2 separate regions of the Hordeum vulgare genome follow, and region 2 is linked to region 1. A link is a contact called in public Hi-C data. All regions are on one chromosome and are shown on one strand. The core of a region is the stretch at or near the end of the contact, and the rest is flanking DNA. Distances in the headings are between cores, read along the strand shown.

Region 1 (7,335 bases), core at 4,739-7,238:
TGCTGCATGTTCTCCCAGCATGCAGAGCGTAACATAGAAGGTTTCTACATGGGTCGCCCGAGTCCTTGATTTTTCACTGTGAAACGATTTTTATTACCTACTGATGGCATGGTGGATAATTTATGTCAGAGGTAATTTCCATGACTTATGGGCAGAAACACTCCGTTCTTTAATACTAAGTATAGATATAGATATAGAATATATATATAGATAAGATACACGTCGGATATTTTTCCAATACACATTGAATATTTTAGCCGAACATATATTCCACATTTGCAAGATGCACATTCACTTTTTTGTACACAATGAACTTTTTTAATCACATGTTAAATTGTTTAAAAAAAATCATGAAGACATAAGTAGAACAATGCAAAAGCAAATCAAGTTTTATTAGCGTTTTAAAAATTGTCACAACCGTTTTTATATGTTTTGTGTATTTTCAGAAATTGCACGAATATATTTTTAAATGTCATGAGCATATTTGTAAATGGTTCACCATTTTCGGATGGCATGAACATTGTTTTGAATGATGCAAATTTAAAAAAAATAAGTAATCTGAACACATTTTTATATCTTATGGGCAAGTTTTTAAGCCTGGGATTTTTTTTTAAATCCCACGAACCACTTTTCGAATGGTTGGAACATTTTATTAAACTAAGGTTTCAAATTTTAAGGTTCATTAACATTTTCATTGCATGGTAAATATTTTTAAAAATTTAACGGAGGAACAAACCTAAGTATATATATCATAAAACTTAAAATAAATTATAAATATAATTAAATAAAAGCAAAGAGAAAGAATGAAACGGAGGAACGAACCTAACACTACGGGGCCGGCCAGGCCGAATACATGTTCTCTTGTAGTTAGGCTGACATTTGTGTCATAAGAAGCAAGACACAGACGCGCTCCATATCGACGACTTCAGAGGGTGCTTGGATTCAAGAGACTAAAACTAGTTAGACTAAAACTAGTCTTCTTAAGAGGCTAAAGTTCCAAGCACCCCTGACTAAAGAGAGGCTAAAATCTTTTAGTCAGGGGTACCCCTACTAAAATGTGCATTAGTCCTCTCTCTTCTTATTTAACTCCTCATGGAAGTTCTGGATTGGAGGGTTTGGAGGATAATAAATGCTCATTAACTTGATTTTACTCTCTTTAGTATTTGGATCCAAGCATGGGTGAGGCTAGCAAGTTTTAGTCTCATTACTTTTAGTCATGAGACTAAAACGTATCCAAGCACCCTCTAAGTAATTAGGACGCAGCTAGCGAGCACTAGTGCGCTCGTTCGTTGCAGCGAACGCACTCTTAAAAGGAGCCACCACGCGTCCCTAACAGTTAAAAAAAGACCACATGCAATTCTTTATGTTTGCAAAAAAAAAGAGCCTAACTTTTGATTCAAGTGAGAGAACTTAGATCCGTTTTCACTATTGGACTTCTCGCGGTGAATTATTCAAAAATAGATCACATATGTATAGGTTTCGACATACCTTTTTTTGAGCAATTTTAGATGATATTGAGGCAAGTTTATGCTGTAATTTTATCTACTTTTGGATCAGCCCAATATATAATTTCATAAATTTCTAATAAATCCTAGAGGCCCACGTAACCCATTTGTGCAAGGCAACAGGTGGAAAGTTTAGTCCCACATTGCTAGTTTAGTGGGAGTTGAACCTCCTTATAAGGAAGGATGTTTCCACACATTTATGAGCATGAGAACAAGAGAGACATACACACGCGCTCCTGCTCCGCCGCCCGTCGCGCCGCGCCGCGAGTTGCGAGAATGAACCGACGCATCAAAACTTCCTCTCGCCACCGATATGCTCTCGTATTCTTCTTGTTTGAGTTCATGCCTCAACTTCTTGTTGTAGTTTATTTTTTAGATATGTTCTGTTCATCTTTTCAAATGCAACTTCCATATTTTTCCTAAAGTTACATGGCTTATCATATGTTTGCCATGGTTGTGGTGGTTTATCTATTATTTCTGCTAGTAAAATCACTTGGTAAGGCTCATTTTTCCAACAATCCAAAAACCTTATTATATGCAATTTACCCCGAGTGTTTTGTTGCTTTCATGAGACCTTATATGTTTGAGGGTATCCACTATAAGAGGTGGCGAGTGAGAGCCGTTCAATAGTTCCAAACCATGAGCTGCTATGACGCCACTCTTGGCAAATCTAAAGGAGATCATGATGCTCAACAGGAACTAGCTTTTCAGAAAATGGATACCTTGTTTAAGGATGCTCTCTTGATTGTTCTTGGTGAAAACATAGTTGATCTTATGCGTCAATTGATAATGGAAAAGATATGTGTGATGCACTCGAGGCCAAGTTTGGGGTCTCGGATGCTGGCACTAAGTTGTACATCATGGAACAATTCTCTGACTACAGGATGACTGAAGAGCGCTCTATGGTTGAGCAAGCTCACGAGATATAATCATTTACTAGAGAACTTGAGCACTTCATACCATACAAGTTTGTTGCCAGAGGCATCATCACTAAACTTCCTCCTTTGTGGAGGAACTTTGCTACCTTAGTGAAGCATAAGAGGCAGGAGTTTTCCGTTTCAGATCTCATTCGTACTCTTGATGTTGAAGAAAAGGCGAGAGCAAAAGAGACACGTGCTCGAGGTATTAAGGGAGGATCTAGTGCCAATCTGGTACAGAAGAAAAACTTCCAGCCCCATAATTTCAAGAACAAGGGCAAGTTTGATGGTAAAGCAAAGTTTGATGGGAAGAATAAGGTTGTACAACACACCAACTTCAAGAAGAAGAATGACAAGAAAAAAGGTGTTTGTCATGTGTGCGGAGATCCTGATCATTGGACACCTAGCTGCCCTAACCATTATGACAAGCGTCAACATGGGAAAGGCGGCAAGACCGCTAATGTTGACATTGGTGACACTGACGTGGAGGATGCTGGGTATGGTATATTTCCCACTATCCTTTTAGTATGTCATTTCCCCGATTGGTTGATTGACACTTGTGCTAATGTGCATGTATGCGGTGATATTTCCATATTTTCGTCTTATCAGACCGCATGGACTTCCACCATGCTGATAGGCAACGGTTCAAGTGCTTCTGTTAGTGGTGTTGGCACGGTCGATCTGAAGTTTACTTCGGGGAAGGTCGTGCGGCTGAAGAACGTGCATTATGTCCCCTCCGTCAATAAAAATCTTGTTAGCTGACCTCTTCTGTGTAGAGATGGCTACAAAATTGTCTTTGAGTCGAATAAATTTATAATATCCAAGTATGGAACTTTCGTTGGTAAAGGCTATGAGTCAGGAGGCATGTTTCGTTTATCCTTGGCAGATGTTTGCAATAAAGTTGTTAATCATGTTTGCAATAATAGTGAATCAAATGGGAGGCGATATTGACTGCATGTCATGTCCTAAACCGGGTTCCCACAAAGAACAAAGAGATAACTCCATTCGAGGAATGGGAGAAGAAAAGATTAAGACTCTCTTATCTATGAACTTGGGGTTATTTGGCGAAAGTCAATGTGCCAATTCCAAAGAAGCGCAAACTAGGACAAAAAACTGTGGATTGTGTTTTTCTGGGATATGCTTTTCATAGCATTGGATATAGATTCTTGGTTGTAAAATCTGAGGTATCTGACATGCATGTCGGTACAATCATGGAATCGAATGATGCGACTTTCTTCGAAGATATCTTTCCCATGAAAGATATGGCTATCTCATCTAATCAGGAGATGCCTAGTTCATCGAGTCATGAATTAGTTACAATTACTGAACCCACCATTTAGATGGAAAACTTTAAAAATCCCAAAGTTGGTAAAAAAAGTTTGTCGAAACCTATTTATATGGAATCTAGTTTTGAAGTACTCATCGCGACAAACAAAATGGTGAAAACGGATTTGAAATTCGATGTTAGAGTCAAAAGTTACGAATTCTCGAAAAATTTAAAGCCCAAATAAGTGCATGCGCGTGGAATCGGAGATGGGTCCGTGCGATCGGACGGCTGCGACGCGTGCGCTCGGAGAGGTGAAATACTGCAGCTACACTTTTAAGTTTCTGAAAAGATAACGCCCACACGTGCCGTCCATTTGTGATTGCACGAATCTTGGCAAGTTTTGCCAGATTTTCTATGCCACATAGTACTCGGCTCGTTTGTGGCCATTTCATTCGGTCGGCCACATGTTTGTTTCACGCACGTAGAGGGGCTGGTGTGTCGGCGTTTATCAGTTCGTCCACAAGCCCGTTTGATGCATGCAGATGAGCTCGTGTGTGAGCGTTTATCAGTTCGCCCACACGCATGTTTGACGTCCACATGCCCGCACGATAGTCACCCGTTTCCTCTCCCACACCCCCAAACTGTCAGTTGTCATGTTTTTTTGTAGTGGTACATGATAACTGACTAGAGTGCTTGTAAATAGATGGCAACTTTCTCTCTCTTATCCGAACATGTTATTTTTGTCATGTCTTTTTTACAGCGTTTCTCTGGTAACTGCTAGTGTGCTTAGAAGCATATGGCAACTCGAACATATTATTTTTGCCTTGTCTTTCAAGTGTTACATGACAACTGCCTAGTATTAGTAGCTGGCAACTCCTAAAGTTTTCAAATCATGACAACCACAGTAGACCAGACCATACATGGCAACACCTGCAGTTGTCCATAAATGACAACTGCACTTGACCTGAGATGACAACTGGAGTAGACTAGGCCATACATGCCAACAACCGCAGTTGTTCATAAATGACAATTGCACTTGACCTGAGATGGCAACTGCAGTTTATTCAGACTGCAGCTAAACAACCATGACAACTGTAGTTGTCCAGACATGACAACTGCAGTTCAGCAACCATGACAATTGCAATTAAACAAACATGGAAGAGGGTCCGGACAGGTTCGGAGGTGAGGGTGAATGCTAAGTGTCACCCGGGTGTGAGGACCGTGGGGTAGGAGACCAGACGTGCAAGCGTTTGTGCGTTATATGTTTTGCCAACGCGTAGGCGTTTGGACGGGACCGCGAGACAGAAGGCCAGACGTGTGGGAATTATCTGGTTGGCCCACACGTAGACGTGTGGGCTGGTTTTCTTGCATACCATACGAGACGTATGGCAAGACCCATTAACGCTCACACGTATGGGCGTTATCGCGACCCTAAGTATTTGGACAGTAAATATACTAGACACCCCTAAAAGTGTAAAATGTAATTATACTAGACAAACAACTTAAATACATCACGAATCTTAGCGACAACGAATTCGACGAGATTTAGCAAAACCATCACACACTCTATCGTACCAACTTACAGCGAGAAAAGGGAATGGAAAGAAGATACATAGTACAACTTTATACTAAAACTAGTACAGTATAAAGTTGAGACAGTTATTTTAAAACGAAGAGAGTATTAAAGAATCGTTCTATCTGCAATTTGTATGACGGAAATGAAGAAAATAATAATGGATTCGCCAATCATCCTGGTGGACCGATCCAAGCTGTCCTGTCCGCGAGTAGCTAGTGGCCGGCGCCCCTTCGGCTGGGCCCGGCATGCAGCCTCGCCGTGAGCATCTCCACCGTCTCCGCCCACACCACCGCCGCCGGGTACACCGCCAAGTACGCCGCGCCGTCTCCCCTCCCCTCCGCCGGTGCCGGCCGCGCTGCACCGACAAGGCTCGTGCCGGCGATCAGGACGATGGCCACGAGCACGGGGATAGCCAGGCGCCGGGCCGACGATGCCATCACAGAACCCCCGAGAAGTTAAAAGCTGGTGTTTGGTGTAGCTTACTAGCTTTGAGGCTGAAACTCAGCTGTGAACGTACGCGAGGAGAGAGAGAGAGGGAGTGCCCTGCGACCGTATTTTGCAGCGCTGGTTGTGTTGTTCTTGGTTCGGTTGGTTGGTTCAGCTGGTGCCCGAGCGAGTGCGAGCGTGTATTTGTGGAGGCGGTGGTGCCGGGGATGGGTCGGTGAGACGGTGAGGGCGACGCGTTTGCTGACCTCTCGCAGAATTAAGGTGTAAAGCGGAAAGGGAATTCTAGTGGCGCGTCAGCTGAGCCCATGGAAAAAAGACGTGTAGATGTGCTGACCGATCGAGCATGCTGCATGCTGGCTGCTGCTCGATCGAATCCAGCGCTTTCCTTCTCACCGGCTGGTGGTGAGCAAACATGATATGTCCGATCGCTGACGCAGAGGAAAGGAATGAGGAATTTTTACAAATGGCGATTCTTTCCGTGAGGATGGCCTCGGTCCTGACCGTGAGTAAAGTGGCCACGCGTGCGAATCTGACGACCGGCCGGGTCGTTGTTACCCAGACACCGAAAGTTCCAGTTCCAGGAGCCTGCCGGATGCCTTGGGGTCGTATGTACTTGCTCGGGGTCTCCCTGAGAAACGCTTTAACTTCTCACCTGTTCCCATCGTCGAATGCTGCAACGCTCTAGATAGAAGTGAGTTTAGTTTCAGTCATGGTGTCAACGAACAAACAGAACTTCGCGTTGCACCTTCATGGAACCGCATATGCTGATATGGACGCGCACGACCGGATTCTATCCAATCCAAATATTCATGGACAAGATCTCCGACAGCAGTTTCGGAACACGTCAACGACCAAATCTAGAAGGACCGGTCATGCAGATTGTTGCAGTGATGCGACATGAGCACTAGGACCGCCACCACATCGTTGCCTCCACCGCCGCCGCCATCGCCTCGCGTGGGAGGTACTGTTGGAAATATGCCCTAGAGGCAATAATAAATTAGTTATTATTATATTTCTTAGTTCATGATAATCGTTTATTATCCATGCTATAATTGTATTGATTGGAAACACAATACTTGTGTGGATACATAGACAAAACACTGTCCCTAGTAAGCCTCTAGTTGACTAGCTCGTTGATCAAAGATGGCCAAGGTTTTCTGGCCATAGGCAAGTGTTGTTACTTGATAACGGGATCACATCATTAGGAGAATCATGTGATGGACTAGACCCAAACTAATAGACGTAGCATGTTGATCATGTCATTTTGTTGCTACTATTTTCTGCGTGTCAAGTATTTGTTCCTATGACCATGAGATCATATAACTCACTGACACCGGAGGAATGCTTTGTGTGTATCAAACGTCGCAACGTAACTGGGTAACTATAAAGATGCTCTACAGGTATCTCCGAAGGTGTTAGTTGAGTTAGTATGGATCGAGACTGGGATTTGTCACTCCGTGTGACGGAGAGGTATCTCGGGGCCCACTCGGTAATACAACATCACACACAAGCCTTGCAAGCAATGTGACTTAGTGTAAGTTGCGGGATTTGTATTGCGGAACGAGTAAAGAGACTTGCCGGTAAACAAGATTGAAATAGGTATGGAGGATACTGACGATCGAA
Region 2 (6,850 bases), core at 3,700-6,199, 150 kb after region 1:
ATCCTATCGGTGAAGTGAAGAGCCGAGCACGTCGAGGTGTAATACGCTGGACCGTTTGCTGTACGGACAGACTTACTCCCATCCTTTGATTACCCATCAAGATATTACGTTGCATGCATTTAATTTACATTTTTAGAATTTCAAAATTATACTTCCTCCGTCTCAAAATAAGTGTCTTAAGCTTAGTACAGTTTTGTAGTAGAGCTAGTATAAAGTTGAGATGGTTATTTTGGGACGGAGGAAGTATAAGGTTTGAACCAACTATCGTAATTAAGATTTGTTTTCAGGTTTCTTGGGAGGAGCTCTTCAAAAATATATCCGATATGAATATTTTTGCCTAATTTTTTTGAGCAACTTTGGATAAAACAAATACAACTTTAGTGTTATAGAAGAACAACTTATTATTAGTACGTGTAAAATGATTGTGTGCTGTTGAAAATCTCATTCAAAGTTAACTAACATGACTATCAAGTTAACTAGCTTCATTTTTATGATTTCTACCATAACTAGCTTTGCCTTCAAGTTGATAGTATTTGTAGGCAACCTAGTTTTTGAGTTAGGCTAACATTTATCCTAAGATGCCCGCCATGACTAGTGAGTAGCTTAGCATCATCCTTGGTTGCATAAAAAGAATGAAACTTAGTTTCATAGGTATGCAACTTAGCACCACTTATGGACAACTTTTCAATGTATTTTATGCAACTGAAACTTTAAAAGAGTAATGGCATGCAACTAAGCATCACTGGTAGGCAACTTCAGAGTGTTTATAGGCAACTTAGAAAAATAATCATAAGCAACCTCACAATATTTGTAGGCAATTGATAAGCAATGGTAGGCAACTAATTATCAATAACACGCAACTGTGTGGTAGGAAATTCATACTATTTTATAGGCAAGTGAGCAGCGGCGGTAGAAAAACTAATTACCAATAGCAGGCAATTGAGAATTGATGATAGATAATTTCATAGTATTTATAGACAACTCACGTAATTTCATAGTATTTGTAGACAATTGAGCATTAGTCGTAGGCAATTGAGCAGCCATGATAGGCAAGTTGGGATAATATATTGTAGGCAACTGAAAGTATAATGACAGGCAACTAAGGATCACTAGTAGGCAACTTCATAATGTTTGTAGGCAACTTCATAATGTTTGTAGGCAACTTCGAAAACCAAAGATAAGAAACTTCATACTATTGTAGGCAACTAATTTACAAAGTTACGGAACTAATGAGCAATGGTAGGCAACTAATTACCAATAGCAAGCAACTAGGCTTCTTTACAAACTATACTAGGCAATTTCAAAGTCTTTGTAGGCAACGATGGTTCAAATGTACGCAACTGACGATCAATGATAGGCAGGTTGGTGTAAAATTAGCAAAAGTTCACATGTAAAAAAAGCCCAGCGAAGTTGATTGCATGTAGCACCAAAGGCGACTTATGTTTCGTGTGATTTTCTCGTTTGTACACAAACCAACCTAACAGGTAGCCCTACTAGACCAAAAAGAAGGAGTTGATTCACTACAGCACTGAAGTCGTCTCCATTACATCCAAATTTGCCCATGAAAAAAGTTTGTCGAAACATATCCATATGGGATCTGGTTTTAAAGCATTCATCGCGAGAAACTCAAACGTGAAAACTATTTTGAATTCCAACAATCAAATCAAAAGTTATGAATTTTAAAATTCTATAAAATCTTAAATAAATGTATGCACGTAGGATCTTACTGAGGAATTGTGGGGCGGGAGGGCACGAGCAGACACGGGGGATCAGGTGCTTTTTCTATTTTAGTATGTGAGGTGTGATTGGATTGTACTTGTCCTTTATGAGAGGAGTGCATGAATGTCTCACCGAGCTCGCGGGCGCTGCCTAGCCACGTCCTTTAAACTTATATGATCAAATTTATCCAGAAAAATATTTATATCCAGAAACTAGGCTTTTGCCCGAAAAATGCTACTTATGGCCAAGCACCGCATGTCGCTATGTGTGTGCCATCCCACCGCCACGGGAATTTGCGTTGACAAAGTATTTGGTCGGTATTTGATTTATTTTTGTGCCCTATTGAGTCACAGAGGTCCCACCCACGTACAAAGAGGAAAAATCTAGTGTTTTACCCTTTTCGAAACCTAGAAAGAGATCTGCCCCTGGTTTCAAAAAATCAGGATATGACCATTTTTTTTACTGTCAAGGTGGACGGCGGTAGGATATAGCCACCTATTGTCGAGGCCCTCAGCGTTAGGGGGGCACGGCAGAGGCGGACAGTCATTGGGTGTTGCTGACGTGGCTAAAGTGCCTATTGTCATCAACAAGGAACGGTAAATTGTTATAACCTACCGTCATCTACCCCGGCAATAGGATCCACACCCCTCCCCTCCTTCCCAAAAAACCCTAAGGCGGTTCTACTTTTGAAACAGGTTTTTATTTTACGATAGGTCGTGCAATCCTACTGCGAGAGATCCTAACGGTATGTAGTTGCGCAAATGGTAGCGGCCCTGCTCTCGGGCCGAAGCGGACGTCGTATGCCATATGGTAGGCCTTTCCTCTGAGCTCTCGTACACACTGGTGGCAGCATGTGCCAAAGTTTCAATGATAATATTTAGTAACTTACTTTTGTAAAGCCAAATAAATATTTGCAACAATATGATCATAGTTGTTGCCACTTCATTCTTGATAAAACCTGCACGATGACCCTTGTCGAAGACAGGGTCAGACATAGCATACCGAGAGATGATGTTCGGATCAAAGGCCCTCCTAAAACAAATGACAATTCAAGTTAATTTTTTGAGAACAAAAATCATTTCCCAACATTTCATTCTATATGTGCATTTAATCCACTAGTGTACTATTATGTACTAACTAAAGAAAACTTCAAACTACCATATGAGTCATTTACCAACATCCATCATTCATTTACCACCATCTTTCCTATTCACTAACATCCATTCATATTCAACCAAGGTAATCATTTACCAACATCTATCAATTTCACTAACATTTGTGCATATGAGTTATTTACCAACATCCATCATATTTACCCAACATCAATGATATTTAACCAACATTCATCATATTTATCAAACATCAATCATGTTCAACCAACATCAATCATATGAACTAGGGTTCACTTCAAAATAGATAGAATCCACAAAAGTTCAAACATGAATATGAACTAGGAAATGCCTCCTCGAGCCTCCACCAAGCTCACAACCGTCTCGACCTTGGGCGCATCACCCTCTTGATCTCGTCGTATTTTCCCTAGTCATCGACAATTGATCATTACCCACGTTTACTCTGTGTGGGCAAAATACCGAGCCATATATTGCAATTGTGTACATGTCACATCTTTGCTAGGTCACTTGACAAGATGTCCCATAGTAAACATAACCATCCGTTTCTGGTTGATATGGGCAAGGGACACCCCCAACCTCAATCAGAATTCACCAAAGGTACGCATGCAACACACAACTTCACTCTACACGCACACGCATCTCTTTATTGGTCGGGTCGCTGTAATGATCCTCCAGTAATAGCACCGTATGTATGACATTTTCTTGGCTATAGTTGTTTTGAATTGGTTAAAAAAATGAACAATAATGTCATCCCATTATACTCGATTTTCTGCATTTTCAGTTTTTTCCACACAGTTAAAATTGAACAAATCTGCAAAAAAATGTCGTTTTCTCTTTGGTACTTGTTCACAATTGTCTATTTTTTTAAAAAACCTTATTATGATTATTATTGTTCTTATCTAAAAAATATATTTTCCTAGGCTGTTTAACTTTTTACCCCAAATGTAAACAAATCTAGACAAAAATTTAAAATTTGGTTTTATCTTTGGGTCGTTTTCTAGAATAATATGAAATTTGAATAGAACACCACTATGATTATTCTTCATTTCTGTTAAAATATCAGATTCTTATGCAGTTTATTGGACACGATTGTAATTTGGGGGGGATTCATAGGAGATTGCATCTGATACAATCGTTTTGTTTTTTATTCAGGGGTATTTTGTTCTTGTCGACCTTCTTATTTCTGGCATCTGATAAGATATATTATGTTTATTTCTAATGTGTGGCATTTCGTCTAGCGGCATGGCATATGATTAATTGTAGTACAAGTCGGGGCATTTTGACATTGACAAAGCAAAGGTGGGGTAAATGATCAATTGGCCCCAGCCGTCATGTCTCCACGATTCATACGGGTCAACTAGTTGTTCTCTCGTCATTGTTTATGTATTGAGAAAGAGTCATTCTTTGCTTTTTGGGTTATTATTATTTGTTACTTATTGCGTCTCACTATTCAGTTTTGCCATCACGAGTTTCAACTGCTCAAAAATGCCATCGTTCTATTAGACGCGTGTCCAAAAGTACCATTAATGTAGCTCGAATTTCGTTTAATAAGTTATATGGCCAAGATAATCCTAACATGCCAGCTCTATCTCTATCTCGTTATGATAAAGTGTGGGTCCCACTCAAACCACACCATTGTTTTTATTTTCCTCTAAAATTATTCATTTGCTTACTCCTGAAAAAATTAGGCTTACACTTATCATTGTGAGATAGAGATAGTTGACACATGGGTCTAGGGATATTCTGGTCATATAACATGGTCTAACAGGTTTGACCTGACAATAACGATTTTAATAGCATTTTTAGCAAACACTTAATGGAATAATGGCGTTTTCTAGGTGCATTTATAAAGAAGCATCTCATGAAACGATGACATTTTCTAGCAGTCATAATTTTTAATGACAAAACTGAATAGTGGGACACAACCTGTTGTTCTTGGAAGAAAAAGAACATAATGGGCTACAGATGAGCCTAATGGGCTGCCAGCCCAGTCGAGCGCTAGCAATCGAATGCTCCCGAACGGTTTTCCAACTCGGCTGGGGACTGGGGAGTCGGGCTGAGCAGTTGAGGATTTAGGTTTCTAGAAGACTAGACTTGGCGGAGAGATCCAGGGAAGATGGGGCTCAAGGGGAACAAGCGCTTCGGCGGCGGCGGCGGTGGCGGCCAGCCGCCGGCCAAGCGCCAGGCGGCCGGGAAGGACGGCCCCTCCGAGGAAACCGACGACGGCATCGTCGTCGCGCAGGTGCCGGCTCCGTACACCCGACCAACCCACCGCGCCCTCTCAAAAGGCAGATCCCTAAGACCCTAGACCCGTGGATTTTTCGCTCTTGCTCTTCAGATATCGAAGAACAAGAGGGTGGCTGTGCGGAGCTGGAATGGCAAGGTCATGGTCGACATGCGCGAGTTCTACGTCAAGGACGGCAAGAGCCTCCCGACCCGCAAAGGTATCCTGCCATTTCCTTCTTGTTCCGTAGTGTATGTTCGAAACCTGAATGTTTGCCTGTGCGCTTGCGGATTGTACTATTACCCTGCCATAATCCATGTGGATCTGAAATATGTTGTTATCTGAATGTTAGCACATTGCATTTCTTTCGCCTACATGGAAGGTACAGATACGTTGAATCTTGGGGACACCTGACGTATCTAGTGGTGAAGCACATAACATGTGGCCTGTAATCGCTCTTTTGTTGTTTGTACTTGGTATTGGTTCCGTCACGTGTGAAGCACTCTATTAAGTGAATGGTTTATGAATGAGCCAGTAGGAAGTACAATAACAGATTCTTCCCTTTAACAATTAGTTGGATTACGCCAATGAAACATCTTCAGCGTTGATACGGCTTCGCCGCCCGCCTAACACTATAATGGATGGGTGTCCATATCTTGAAACAGACATACAAAAATGAGCATCGTTATGTAATCTTTAGCATGCTATGCTGTAAACTCAACCAGGTGATGAATATGGTATTCTGCAAAATTCATGGCTGTAGGTAGAGAACTTGTTGAAGGTGAATCTAACCCCATTTAATCCGCGTCTCACATGTTGACGTTAATCCTTGATTAGCTTTCGTCTCTGCGCTTCTTGGATCAGTTGGAAATGCAATATTTGGTCAAATGATGAAGTAGGGATTCGTACTTCCAGTTACAAATATTTCATTACCCTAGTGATAGATATAAATGAGTTATAGTCCCGTTCTTAGATTTTGTGGGGTATAATAAAGTCTGAATGTGTACCTATGCAGCTGATATCGTTTTTAAACCCAGAACACGGTTCCAAGTTCTACTTATTCAGTATCATTAAATACCAGTTGCCAGAAATGATACCTTTGGACGTACACACGGTGGAAAGAATTTGCTTATTTCCCTCCAGCTCATGTACTATCTGTAATGTTTTCAGTTAAAAGTAATTTACTATCTGTAATAATTGTTCAAGATGATGATATAGCTTCTCGGCTTATTATTTCGTTTGCCTTCTTTTTCAGGTATATCGCTCTCAATGGATCAGGTAAGATGCATTTCTACATCTGTTTGTATCGTATACGCATAAAGCAAATCTGTTGCCCTGAAAAGATAGATCATGATTTGTTTCAAACGTGAATGATGCATTGGAATATCTAGTAGCCCGCGCGAAAATTTCTTGGCAAGCTTTGACATCCTTTTTTGAGCATGAAGATATCACAAACACATCAGAAGATACTCCTGCCTTAAAGCTGAATAATTGTAGTTTCAGTACCCATCTCTCATGCTGTCTGTTACAGGAACATGATCACAAGTATCTTAATATGTTAAATCATCGTGCACGTCAAGTTCGTGCCTGTTACCGCACTTGCCACATATATGCCATGATTCTCTTTGTTGGCTGTGATTGACTTACTGTATAGGTTGTACTCTAGTAGCAACTGATCTTTTACTTGGGTTTGCGGCAGCAAGTCATCACTTCCTTCTTATAACAGCTTGTTCTGTACATGTGCAGTGGGAGATACTGAGGGACAACATCAAAGCCA

Evidence for each region. A called contact is a pair of places that touch in the nucleus more often than the background predicts.
Region 2: a contact with region 1 is called in a Hi-C map of leaf, with 1.9 times the contacts expected there. The contact joins the promoter of LOC123399918 here to the enhancer-like site in region 1.

What each region holds. Positions count from the first base shown.
Region 1 is chr5H:492,111,278-492,118,612 of MorexV3_pseudomolecules_assembly, forward strand. No RefSeq gene overlaps it. Among protein-coding and RNA genes, the nearest start is that of TRNAP-UGG, 12 kb to the left of the region's middle. Within about 2 kb of position 5,989, at least 1 of the 3 cell types and tissues checked has open chromatin away from gene starts, as enhancers often do. A contact at or near this core is called in leaf, where this site is marked.
Region 2 is chr5H:492,263,646-492,270,495 of MorexV3_pseudomolecules_assembly, forward strand. It overlaps LOC123399918 (RNA polymerase II transcriptional coactivator KIWI-like), which reads left to right and starts at 4,950. Exons shown (of 4, transcript XM_045094301.1): 1 at 4,950-5,091; 2 at 5,188-5,293; 3 at 6,329-6,351; 4 at 6,820-6,850. The coding sequence starts at 4,966. It overlaps LOC123396401 (pentatricopeptide repeat-containing protein At1g71060, mitochondrial-like), which reads right to left and starts at 58. Exons shown (of 1, transcript XM_045091347.1): 1 at 1-58.